Linked DNA regions of Gossypium hirsutum: region 1 is linked to region 2. A link is a contact called in public Hi-C data. All regions are on one chromosome and are shown on one strand. The core of a region is the stretch at or near the end of the contact, and the rest is flanking DNA. Distances in the headings are between cores, read along the strand shown. Region 1 holds the start of LOC107899420 (NDR1/HIN1-like protein 1). Region 2 holds the start of LOC107899402 (BEL1-like homeodomain protein 1).

What was found. Hi-C and Micro-C count contacts between places; a contact is called where the count stands out from the background.
Region 1: a contact with region 2 is called in a Hi-C map of leaf, with 2.2 times the contacts expected there. The contact joins the promoter of LOC107899420 here to the promoter of LOC107899402 in region 2. A contact is called at or near these places in 2 of 34 Hi-C or Micro-C datasets (callus and leaf).

Annotation. Positions count from the first base shown.
Region 1 is chrD04:33,171,288-33,176,948 of Gossypium_hirsutum_v2.1, reverse strand. LOC107899420 (NDR1/HIN1-like protein 1) reads right to left here and starts at 4,381. Exons shown (of 1, transcript XM_016825131.2): 1 at 3,138-4,381. The coding sequence starts at 4,037. The coding sequence ends at 3,408.
Region 2 is chrD04:32,600,064-32,605,371 of Gossypium_hirsutum_v2.1, reverse strand. It overlaps LOC107899402 (BEL1-like homeodomain protein 1), which reads left to right and starts at 2,852. Exons shown (of 7, transcript XM_041091301.1): 1 at 2,852-3,014; 2 at 3,303-3,350; 3 at 3,653-3,751; 4 at 3,884-4,678; 5 at 4,975-5,308. The coding sequence starts at 3,938.

The DNA.
Region 1 (5,661 bases), core at 3,132-5,631, 570 kb before region 2:
CAAGTGAAGCAACATGATGATTCAGTCAATCCATGCATCATCTCCAAACATGAACCGAATTTTTAATGCTTCATTCATGCACATTCAGTTGAATTCAGCTACAGCAAATTAATGATTTCTTTCTAGAAATTTCTAGCATATTCATGGCTGAATTCTTAGCCATTAAGTTGCCCATTCGGCTAGCTTAGTCTTTGCCTATAAATAGCTTACTTGTTTATTGTAAAAGGTTACAGAATTTGATTATTAAACTTAATAGAACTTTTGTTCTTGTGAGGTTACCTCCTCTCTTCTTTCGTTCGAGTCTCGAAGCGACTTATCTAGCTTGCTAGTGGCGTCCATCCAAACTCAATTGAACTTATCACCAAACTGGTGTGGCGTTCAACCATATTTTTATACCTTTGGTTCTTACCTCTATATAGGTATTGGGTCAAGGTTCGCTTCTATCCTTCATCAAATTTCACCTTAAGCAATATAAGACTCAGGCAATACTTTTTAGTATTGAACATTCTTGACGTTTAAGTTTTATTTTCCATCTCCATCAATTACCTTTTTCTAACCTACGTTGTTTCTATTCTAAACCGAATTTATCAACACCAAACCACTCATCTAAACCCCTCTCAAAGCTTCCGCAACCCTTAGCCTAAATCACCCAATTTTGACAACTCCAACTACTCCTCATAGATGATCGGGCAACTTTGCGAAACGACTCAATTAACCCAGGCCAGATCACATCACAAATCTTACCATACATATATGATAGGTCATGCCACAAGGACCAAACAAATTATACCATAAATGTTTCATGCAGAATACACCACAAAGGCGTCGTACAGAGTCTCGTGTTTACTGGCTTGGCGGACTACCACATAAATTCATGTATCGTGATCTACCACTTCGATTCATACATCATCGATGGCTACACTATGGACATACATACAATCATATCATATCATGCCATGGACCTTAACCACATGATCCTCAAGATCGTTCAAGATAGAAGTGACAATAAATCACTCATGAAGAAAGCTAGAAGCTAGGCAAATTGTGTTTCCAAAGATAATCTTTCTTTCACAAATGATGGTTTAGAAATTTTAGTCTATTGTATAAATAACAAAAAAAAAAGATGATCTGGTTTTTTATTAATTGATAGGGATCATAGGCATTGTCATAGGAAGGGTCCATAAAATAATTTCTCATATTTAAGAGGCTTGTATTTTATAAATGATCAATCACACCTAAATGAAAGGGGTTAATATGCCATTTGATATTTGACTTTGGTTTTTGGTCAAATTGGTACCCGAATTTGACTTCTTTCAACTATTGTAGTAAAATTTGAAACAAATTTGAAATTGGATGACGTGGACCAACAAGATTGTTAGATATGGCACACATGACACACCATCAACTGAATGTGGTTGCAACCTTAGTAAACATTTAAAAAATAAAACTAAAAAAATTAAAAATATATTAAAAATTATTTCAATGTATAAAAAATTTAAAGACTATAAAAATGAAAAATCATTTAAAATAATAAGTTACAAAAATAAGAAAGTATATAAATTTTAAAAAAAATAATAATTAAAAAAATTAAAAATGCATATAAAGCATTTACATACAATAAAAAAGATAAAATTAATTGCAACATACAAAAAAAATAATCGATATTGATCATTATTGATCGACTTTGATCATCATTAATTGGTCTTGACCAATGATCGGGATTTAGTAACCAATCAATGACATGTGTGTCACATGCAATTTTTTCTGTTTTTTATTTTAATTTTTATAATTTTAGATTTTTTAAATTTATATATTTTTACAATTCATATATAAATTTTAAAAATTGAAAATACCCCTTAACTTAGATTTAATATGAGATTGGAATTTGGTGTTGAAGTGTAGAAAACGGTTGGAGAAAAGTCCAGGCAAGCCCAGTCTAATCTATGGAATAAGGGTTGGTCACTTCGTCGTTGCCTGGTCTAGCCGCCTAGGTGTCAAGAGTGAGTTGCTTTTTTTCTTAAAATATGGATGGGGAAACGCTATCTTCACTCCGCCCGTAATATTATTAATTTATTGGAATCGAATTTCTAATCACAAATTTGAAGGACAACCTATCAAAACTCGTGATTTGTTTTTATGTTTGTATAATATATATTATAAGTTCAAAGCCAAAAATCATATATATTATATACATCTTATACATGTAGATTATATTACAAACTATATATGTTAAAATTATACAAAAATTAAGTGGTGTTGCTTTGGATGGAATAGTTATGTTGAAGCTTTAGAAATTGAAGTTTCTTTAAGTTGAAATTTCAATAAAATAATATTTTATAAAAATAAAAATATTTTTATATTAATGTGTTATTCTATAAAAAAAATAAGATTTTAGTTATTTTTCAACTTAATATTTGTTTGATTGATTGGTGATAAGTATATATAATGTTAATTAAAAATTATTAATAGAAAATAAAACATGGTATGCATGTAGAAAAATGGAAGGACATATAAGAAATTCCCAAATGTGTAAGAGAAGTGCATGTGATGGATCTTAAATTCCTCTCTACCTGTATTTTATAATTATTTCAACTCACACATGGCTGGAGTGTTGATTCATAAAAAATGGGCAACATGCAAATAAAACCCCCCACCTCACTCTTAATACAAGAGAGTAATTGTGAAATAAAATGAAACAAGCAAGAAAAAGCATTGAAAATGTTGTTAAAATAGAATATTTATGACTTATTTAAGTAGTGCTACAGTATAGGCCTGAAGGGTGGGATTGGAAAAATGAATAAATTAAAGTTAGGATAAGGACTGATTTTGAGAGTAGACAAATTACAAAAGGTCCTTTTCTAACACGCAATTATAATTAGGTTGAGTGAAAAGGACCACTAATTCCATTTCCATGTGCCAAAACACCCTATCCTTCCCAATGTCCCAAACATGTTACCGACAGTGCTTTTACTAAATTATATATCTAAAAATTACAAGCGACACCCTAATTAAGGTAGAAAATATTCCTATTTCTTCTTAGGAAAAATAAAATTTAAAGATCCAATGTTTTGAAAAGAAGCCAATTTGTAGGTGAAGAAACAGACAGCACAACCTCCACTAATTGCGATTCTACAAGCTACGGAAAATTATTTCTTCTTGATGTCACTATTTCATTTTATTTAGATATGGAAAACAATTTCTCTTTAATTGTAGATTTTGCTTTAGCTTTCAATTTTCCATTTTTCATTTATTCTATAGCAAAATGTACAATTTCCTCCTCCCCTTATAAAGAAAATAAATAAAATATACTAACGGCGTGAAGTAAGAAACTGAGAGAGAGATTTAATATAGATTAAACGGCGTTAGTTGCCTGGTCTTCTTCTTTGTTGATATTGATGAGTGCTCTCTCACACACTGACGCTGCATCTGGTGACGAGCTGGTACTTAACAGCGTTTTCTCCGACAGAAACGCCGTTGTTTTTGCTCCCGAAAGTGATATAAGCCGGACACCTAACGTTGAGATGATACCTGCCTGAAACGAAAGTCCCAACTTTCCATCTCACCCGTCCATCAATCTTGATCACCATGAAGATCGTTCCGGCAGCTTGTTCGGACTTCAAAGCGACGGAGAAATCGGGAGCTATAGGGACCATGTTCCCGTAGATGAAAGGGGACCAAACATTGATCTCATTATGACCCTGGTATGTTGGAGGGAGAGCTGTCCTAAGGGTGGTTTGTTGGTTCCTGTAGGTGGCGTAGATGACGAGCCTGTCGTAGTAAATCCCGATTCTGTCATTGGGGTTTCGCGTGGATACGGTGACTTGGAAATTAGAAGTGAGGAAATTGGGAGTGGAGGCGTTGAAAGCATAGACGGTGGTGTCTTGGAGGATGAAGCGGGGTTTTGCGGGGCGGAGGATTGCCCATATGATAAGGATTGTGATGAGAACGATAAGGAGGAAGACTAGAAGGCAACCGAAGAGCCTTCGGATGCGCTGCCGCCGGCCTTTTCCATGGTTGCCGCAATCCTTGGCCGTCATGGTAGGCAGAAAGTGAAGGTCGGTGAAAGTTTGGTTCTAAGGGGAGAAAAAGGGAGTTCAACCTATCTATCTGCTTTTTTTGTATAATGAAATGAACGTGCTGCGGTGTTGAGGTTAGTGTAATTGATATTTATATAAAACAAAATTTTTAGTGGATGTGTAATGGATCAATAATTGAATTTATATTAAAGCACTACCTCTCAGTGTAGAGTACTCAAGGGTGTGCTAAGGTAAAAGTGTTCCTTTTTTTTATACATACATACATATAATAACGGTATATGCTTACATAATATGTATTCGCATTATTCATTTTTATAATGAATTAATAATAAATCTGATATTTTTAGAGGGCAAATGACCAAAAAAAACCCTTTTTTTTTCAAAAATTACCAAAATGAGCTAATTATCTAATTATTTATCGGAATGGTCTATTTTCCGCGAAATCGTATCCACGTCAGTGCGATGTTAGGGTACGCGCCAGGAAATCACGTCCACGTCAGCGCGATTTGCTGACGTGGACACAAATCGCGCCCTCTAGGACGCGATTTGCTGACGTGGCATCAGGTTATGTTTTTTAGCTTGGAAAACTTTGAAAGGCCATAACTTTTCGCTCGATTGTCCGATTGAGACGATTTTTTTTATTTCGAATAACTTTTCGAGATCTACGCGCTAACAAACAGCCAAAGGCGGTTTGCCACAGTTTTCATCGAAAAAGATCCTTTTTTGCCCCTAAATTTTGATTTTTTGGGTTTAAAATTGAATTTTGAAACATTCAAATCATTATTTTCCTTATTTATTTGGAGTAAACACCGGATTTTTTTACAGAATTGTTGTATTATTTTTTCTGATTTGACACGTGTATGGAATAGGTTCGATAAATTGTTAGAACGTAGGTAATATAATTAAGATAATAACAGTATTTTAATAATATGTCAATTAATTAGTTTAGTTTAGTTGGTTAATAGCATGCTCATTTCCCTTAGTACCTTGGTTCAAATCTTGTTGGTAACATTTTTTTTTGAATCAATTAACTCTTCTATATTAGATCAATAGCAACAAGTACAAAAAAAATTCAAAATTGTTTCCAACAAGATTTGAACCAAGGTACTAAAGGAAAAGAGCAAGCATATTAACCAACTAAACTAAACTAATTAATTGACATATTATTAAAATACTGTTATTATCTTAATTATATTACCTACGTTTTAACAATTTATCGGACCTATTCCATAAACGTGTCAAATCAGAAAAAATAATACAACAATTCTGTAAAAAAAATCCGATGTTTACTCCAAATAAATAAGGAAAATAATTATTTGAATGTTTCAAAATTCAATTTTAAACCGAAAAAATCAAAATTTAGGGGCAAAAAATGATCTTTTTCGATGAAAAGTGCGGCAAACCGCCTTCGGCTGTTTGTCAGCGTGTAGATCTCGAAAAGTTATTCAAAATAAAAAAAATCGTCTCAATGAGACAACCGAGCAAAAAGTTATGGCCTTTCAAAGTTTTCCAAGCTAAAAAACATAAACTGATGCCACGTTAACAAATCGCGTCCTAGAGGGCGCGATTTGTGTCCACGTCAGCTAATCGCGCTGACGTGGACGCGATTTCCTGGCGCGTACCC
Region 2 (5,308 bases), core at 1,603-4,102:
CTGGCTTATATATTTATATATATTATATAATTTATGATATTAGTATAATTCACCACTCATTTATAGATGATTAATTCACCCGCGTCGTATTTTTAATTTAATATTTAATATTTTAATATTTTCTCTTTCATTAAATTTTAAATATAAATAATTTAATATTTTTTTAATATTTACATTATAGTATTATATATTATATTATTAAAAATATAATTTTTATATGACATAAATGCATAATATATAAAAATAATATACTATAATATCATATTTCAAAATGAGTTGGGCCCAAATATTGGAGCACAAATTAAATTATATTTTAAACGAGTCTAATATTTTATTTAAATCCTCTCAAAATTTAATTAAAACTTTGAGCTTGAGCAGGTAGCGGTGCTTGAAAATAAGTTAAATGATTAAAGTTCTAGTTAAGTTTTGAGACTTTTGAGAATAATGAGATTTTTAATAGAGAATGAGTTGCAAATGTAGTTATTTGAATTTTAAATATGTTGGAACATGACTTTTTAAAAAGTGATTTAAGACAATAATCTTTTGGTTTAGTGGCAAGAGTAATATGTTGTAGGCATGAGAGTTTGGTTTCGATTCTAAGCAACTATATTCCCCTCCCTCAATTATAAAAAAAAAGTGATTTAACAATTCCTTAACAATAATTATTTGATATATTGCCGAGATTTTTTTTAAAAATTTTAGAAACAAAGTTAAAAAAATTATCATATATCCTTAATTGATAATTAAAGAAAATTAAATAAATGAGACAGTTAGTGATCTTTTAACTATTTTTGAACCGCGAAAAACAGCAAATTTCACTTTTTGGAAGGTACCATAAAAAATTTCACTCAAAATAAGTTTAGTTTTGAGGTGATAAGTAGATCTTACTTAAAAACAATAGAAGAAAAAAAAAAGCGGCAGAATGCATAAACTTTCAATGATAAAAGTAATTTAATTAGGTCAAAATGAACCACAATGGAATGGTGAAAGAATTGATAATACAACTCCTGAATTCCAACTCTGAACCAGTATTTAATTTCACATGCACTAAATTTGACGTTGTTCTAAAGGCAAGAACGTGATTGTACACTTACGCCCAGAATTGGATGAAAGGAGACTTCTCAAAATTGTACTGCATGAATTTCTCGTTTAAGTACAGCGGGCAGTAAAAAAAAAACATGAATTTTATACTGTATTTTCTTTTTTTGAAAAAACAAAGTATAGAAAGTTGCAACTCTTTTAAGCCAATGAGAAAATTGAGGGTAAGTAGTTTTATAGTTGACTGACGACATGAGAGATATGGGTTCTCTTTCAGGTGAGTTTTCAATTGATGAGCTTACTTTTTATGGCAGTGAATGTTAAAGTTAATGATCTTTCACTACCTGAGCTGACAATTAAAAGTGAAAAGCTTTTCATTGGGGGCGAGAATCCTAGGAACTCTAGCTTATTATTAATAATTAAGATGACTTTAATTTGATCAGAGAATGTGTTACCGTGATGGTGATTGCAATGTCTCTTCTCTTGTTCAAAGAGTTAATTAATTCAATATTATATAATTAATATAAAAGTTTAAATACGAACTATTATTCTTTTTTTTTCTTTTATCATTTTAACCTTCAATTTTTAAAATTTAGTTAACTTATTTATTTTTGGACAAAAAAAAATTACTGAACTGTTAAAATTTTAATGGTATTAATATGACCACTAATATGTCAATCCATCTTATAAATCATAAAAATTTTAAAAAATAAAAATATTTAAAAATTAACAAAATTTAAAAAAGTTTGTAAATTTTTTAAAATTTTATCCATTTTATAGATAAAATTTTAAATAAATTGTCACATCAATACCATTAATATTTTAATAATTCAGTAATTTTTTTAATAAAAAACGAATAATTTAACTAAATTTCAAAAATAAAAGATCAAAATAACCCATAAAAAATAAATGTTAAAAAGCTAAATTTATGTATGAGTATCCAATGTCTTGTTGCACTTCACCATTTTTCTCTGGTCAAACTATTCTTTTCCTTTTAATTATATATACCAATTACTGTCTGTCAGTCACCTTGATTTTTTTTTAAGTTTATTTGGTTTTTAGGAATATATTAAAAAATTTCAAATTTTGGGAGAGAAATAAAGAAGTTTGAAGTCAGAAAGTGTAAATTTAGTAGTAGATTTCTTGTTTTATGTAATTTTGTAGTACAGTTTTGGTGAAGGGTTAGGGATGGTATGAGAGAAACTCAATTTGGCCCTACACAGTTAGGGAGCACTTGATTCAAATTCACACATTCATGCATTTGATTAGGACCCCACTGTTTTTTGTTTTGTTTCACAGATCAAAACAGTTTACTTTTTGGTAGGTTTCATATATATATATGTATTAAATTCAAAATTCTCATGCAGATAAACAATGGGTATTCTTTAAATTTGTAAAAAAGATAGAAATTAAATTAAATTTGTGAAAAAAATAGAAATTAAATTATGAAGTGTATACATGTACTCTACTAGTATTTATTTCATTTTTTGAAGCATTAAAGTAGGTGTTATGGCGGTTGGTTCTGTGTTCCTTGGCAATTTAATTGCTTTATCTTCAAACACTGGCATCCAACCACAAAAATATTAGCCCCAAAATTATGTAAAAAGAGAGAAAAAAAAATAAAGTGAAAAACGAAAAAAGACAAAGAGATATTTAATGTATGAATTGAGGAGTAGGACCCTCTTCTACCCTCTCTCATCATCTTCTCTTCTTTTTTCTTGTATTATTATTATGATTACCATAATTTTCTTTTTTATTTTTATTTTAATTAAGCTTACAGTGTGAAAGGAGACATTTTTTCAAATCTTGTGTCAATTATTATTTATGAAAACAGCTTGATATATACACATATCATATCTCCACTCCTTTTTTTTCTTTCACAGAAGAAGAAAAAAGAAAAGAGTGGTTGGTTTGTATAGTTTATGAAAAGGGAGGGTCAAATCACACAAGTTCCCTTTGTTTTGTTGTATTTGCAGGTACTTCACCTAATTAAAAACCCATTAAAGAGTAATTGAAGGTCACCCATTAATCTCTCTGATACTTTTACTTTTTCCGGTTTCAATTGGGGGGGGGAGTTGCAGAGATATTGAGTCTGACAATAAAGGACTAACTTACTGATAGATCATTAAAAAAAAATCATAAATTCCACAGATAGATACATCATATCTCTTTCTGTTTATTTAAATTATATGGTATTTTAGCTATAACTATATTAGCTTTTACTTGTCAAAATTTTAATTATTTTTTAAAGTTCTATTTTGCAGTGAAGATGATGATGAAGCACGTGTATACTCAAATTACCATCACACCAGGTACAAATCTTATTAACTGTTACTATAATCAATTCTCTCCCTCTCTCTCTCTCTGTTTCAATCTCTGTATTTCAGCCTTCTCTCTCTTATCTTTATATAAACACTAAAACTTTCTCCCCTATACTCCCTTTTTTTCCTTCCCTCACCCTCATCCTTTTCTTCATCTTCTCCTCCTATTATTCCCATGTCTTCAAGCTCTAGACTTGTTCCCAAACCTTGACGAGCCAGCCAATCATATTTACTTATATACATATATTAATTGTGGAGGATTATCACTCCTTTCCTTTCCACTGAATTCTCAGGATCCACTTGATCATCCCAAGATCATCAATACCCCATTTTTCCCAGAAAGTTCTGGAATGGGTTGATTTAAAGTCTGGGGATTTATTCTGGAGAATAAGGTAAAACATGTTTAGACTTTATTGATGTTATGGATGAATTTTTTTTCTTTTTCTAGTGCTTGTGATTATGAAAGTAGTATAATAATAATAATAATAATAATAATAAATTTGGTGTTTCTTTGATCTTTTCAGTGAAGAGAAAAAGTAGAAAACAATATTAGAATTAAGCAAAGAAAACAACATACGATGGCGACGTACTTTCATGGGAACCCTGAAATCCAAGCAAGTACTGACGGCCTTCAAACCCTTGTACTTATGAACCCTGCCTATGTTCAGTATTCCGATACCCCTCCACCACCCCCGGCCAGCAACCTCCTTTTCTTCAACCCTAACTCCCTCTCTCCGCCCCAAACTCAGCAACTCGTCGGCATCCCCCTCCCCGCTACCTCAGCTGCCAATCAAGGCCCTACCTCACACGATATCTCCCCCTTGCATGGCCTCGTCCAGCGCGTCCATTACAACATGTACAACCCTATTGACCCTTCCGGATCGGCGCGTGAAACTCCTCGCGCTCAACAAGGACTCTCTTTGACCCTTTCTTCCCAGCAGCAGCCGGGTTATGGATCCCAGGCTCAAGCAGTTTCAGGCGGGTCGGCTTCTTCGGGTTCAGGCGTGCACGATAGGGTGTCGGGTGTGCAAAGTGTGTTTTTGAGCTCTAAATACTTGAAGGCTGCTCAAGAGCTTCTTGATGAGGTTGTTAATGTTAACACTACTGGGATTACAAAGAGTGAATTATTGGCTAAGAAGGGTGGTGGTGGAAATAATCATAGCAATAGCAGTAGTAAGGCTATGGGAGAGTCGTCGGTGGTGGCCGGGGATGGCTCTGGTGGTGGGGAGGCAGGTGAGAAACACGTCGCAGAGCTGACCACGGCTGAGAAACAGGAAATTCAGATGAAGAAAGCTAAGCTAATTAACATGCTTGATGAGGTATGGAAATTAGATCATATATATATATGGAAAAAACTGGGATAGAAGCAAGTTCATAAGTTGTAACTCTACTATTTTAAGGTCTTTCTTTAGATTTCAATCCTTGAAGATTCTTTGTTTAATTAATTGAAAGCTCTAGTTTGTTATTAGACCTCAAATCCATGAAATTTACCAATTGGAGTACGTCAGTCAGGTTCTTGAATTCCAAACTTCTTCTAGACATCCAACGTAAGCTTATTGTTTAGGCACAACATATTGATATCAAATGGTTGTCTTTTTTATTTTTTATTTGGCAGGTGGAACAAAGGTATAGGCAATACCATCACCAGATGCAGATTGTAACATCCTCATTTGAGCAAGCAGCTGGAATTGGGTCAGCAAAAACATACACAGCTCTTGCATTAAAGACCATTTCAAAGCAATTTCGGTGTTTGAAAGATGCAATAACTGACCAAATCCGAGCAGCCAACAAGAGTTTAGGGGAAGAAGAAGATGGTGTAGGCGAAGCAGCCAAAATCGAGGGATCCAGACTTAAGTTCGTGGATCATCATCTTCGACAGCAAAGAGCACTTCAGCAGTTGGGAATGATCCAGCACAATGCTTGGAGACCCCAGAGAGGATTGCCTGAAA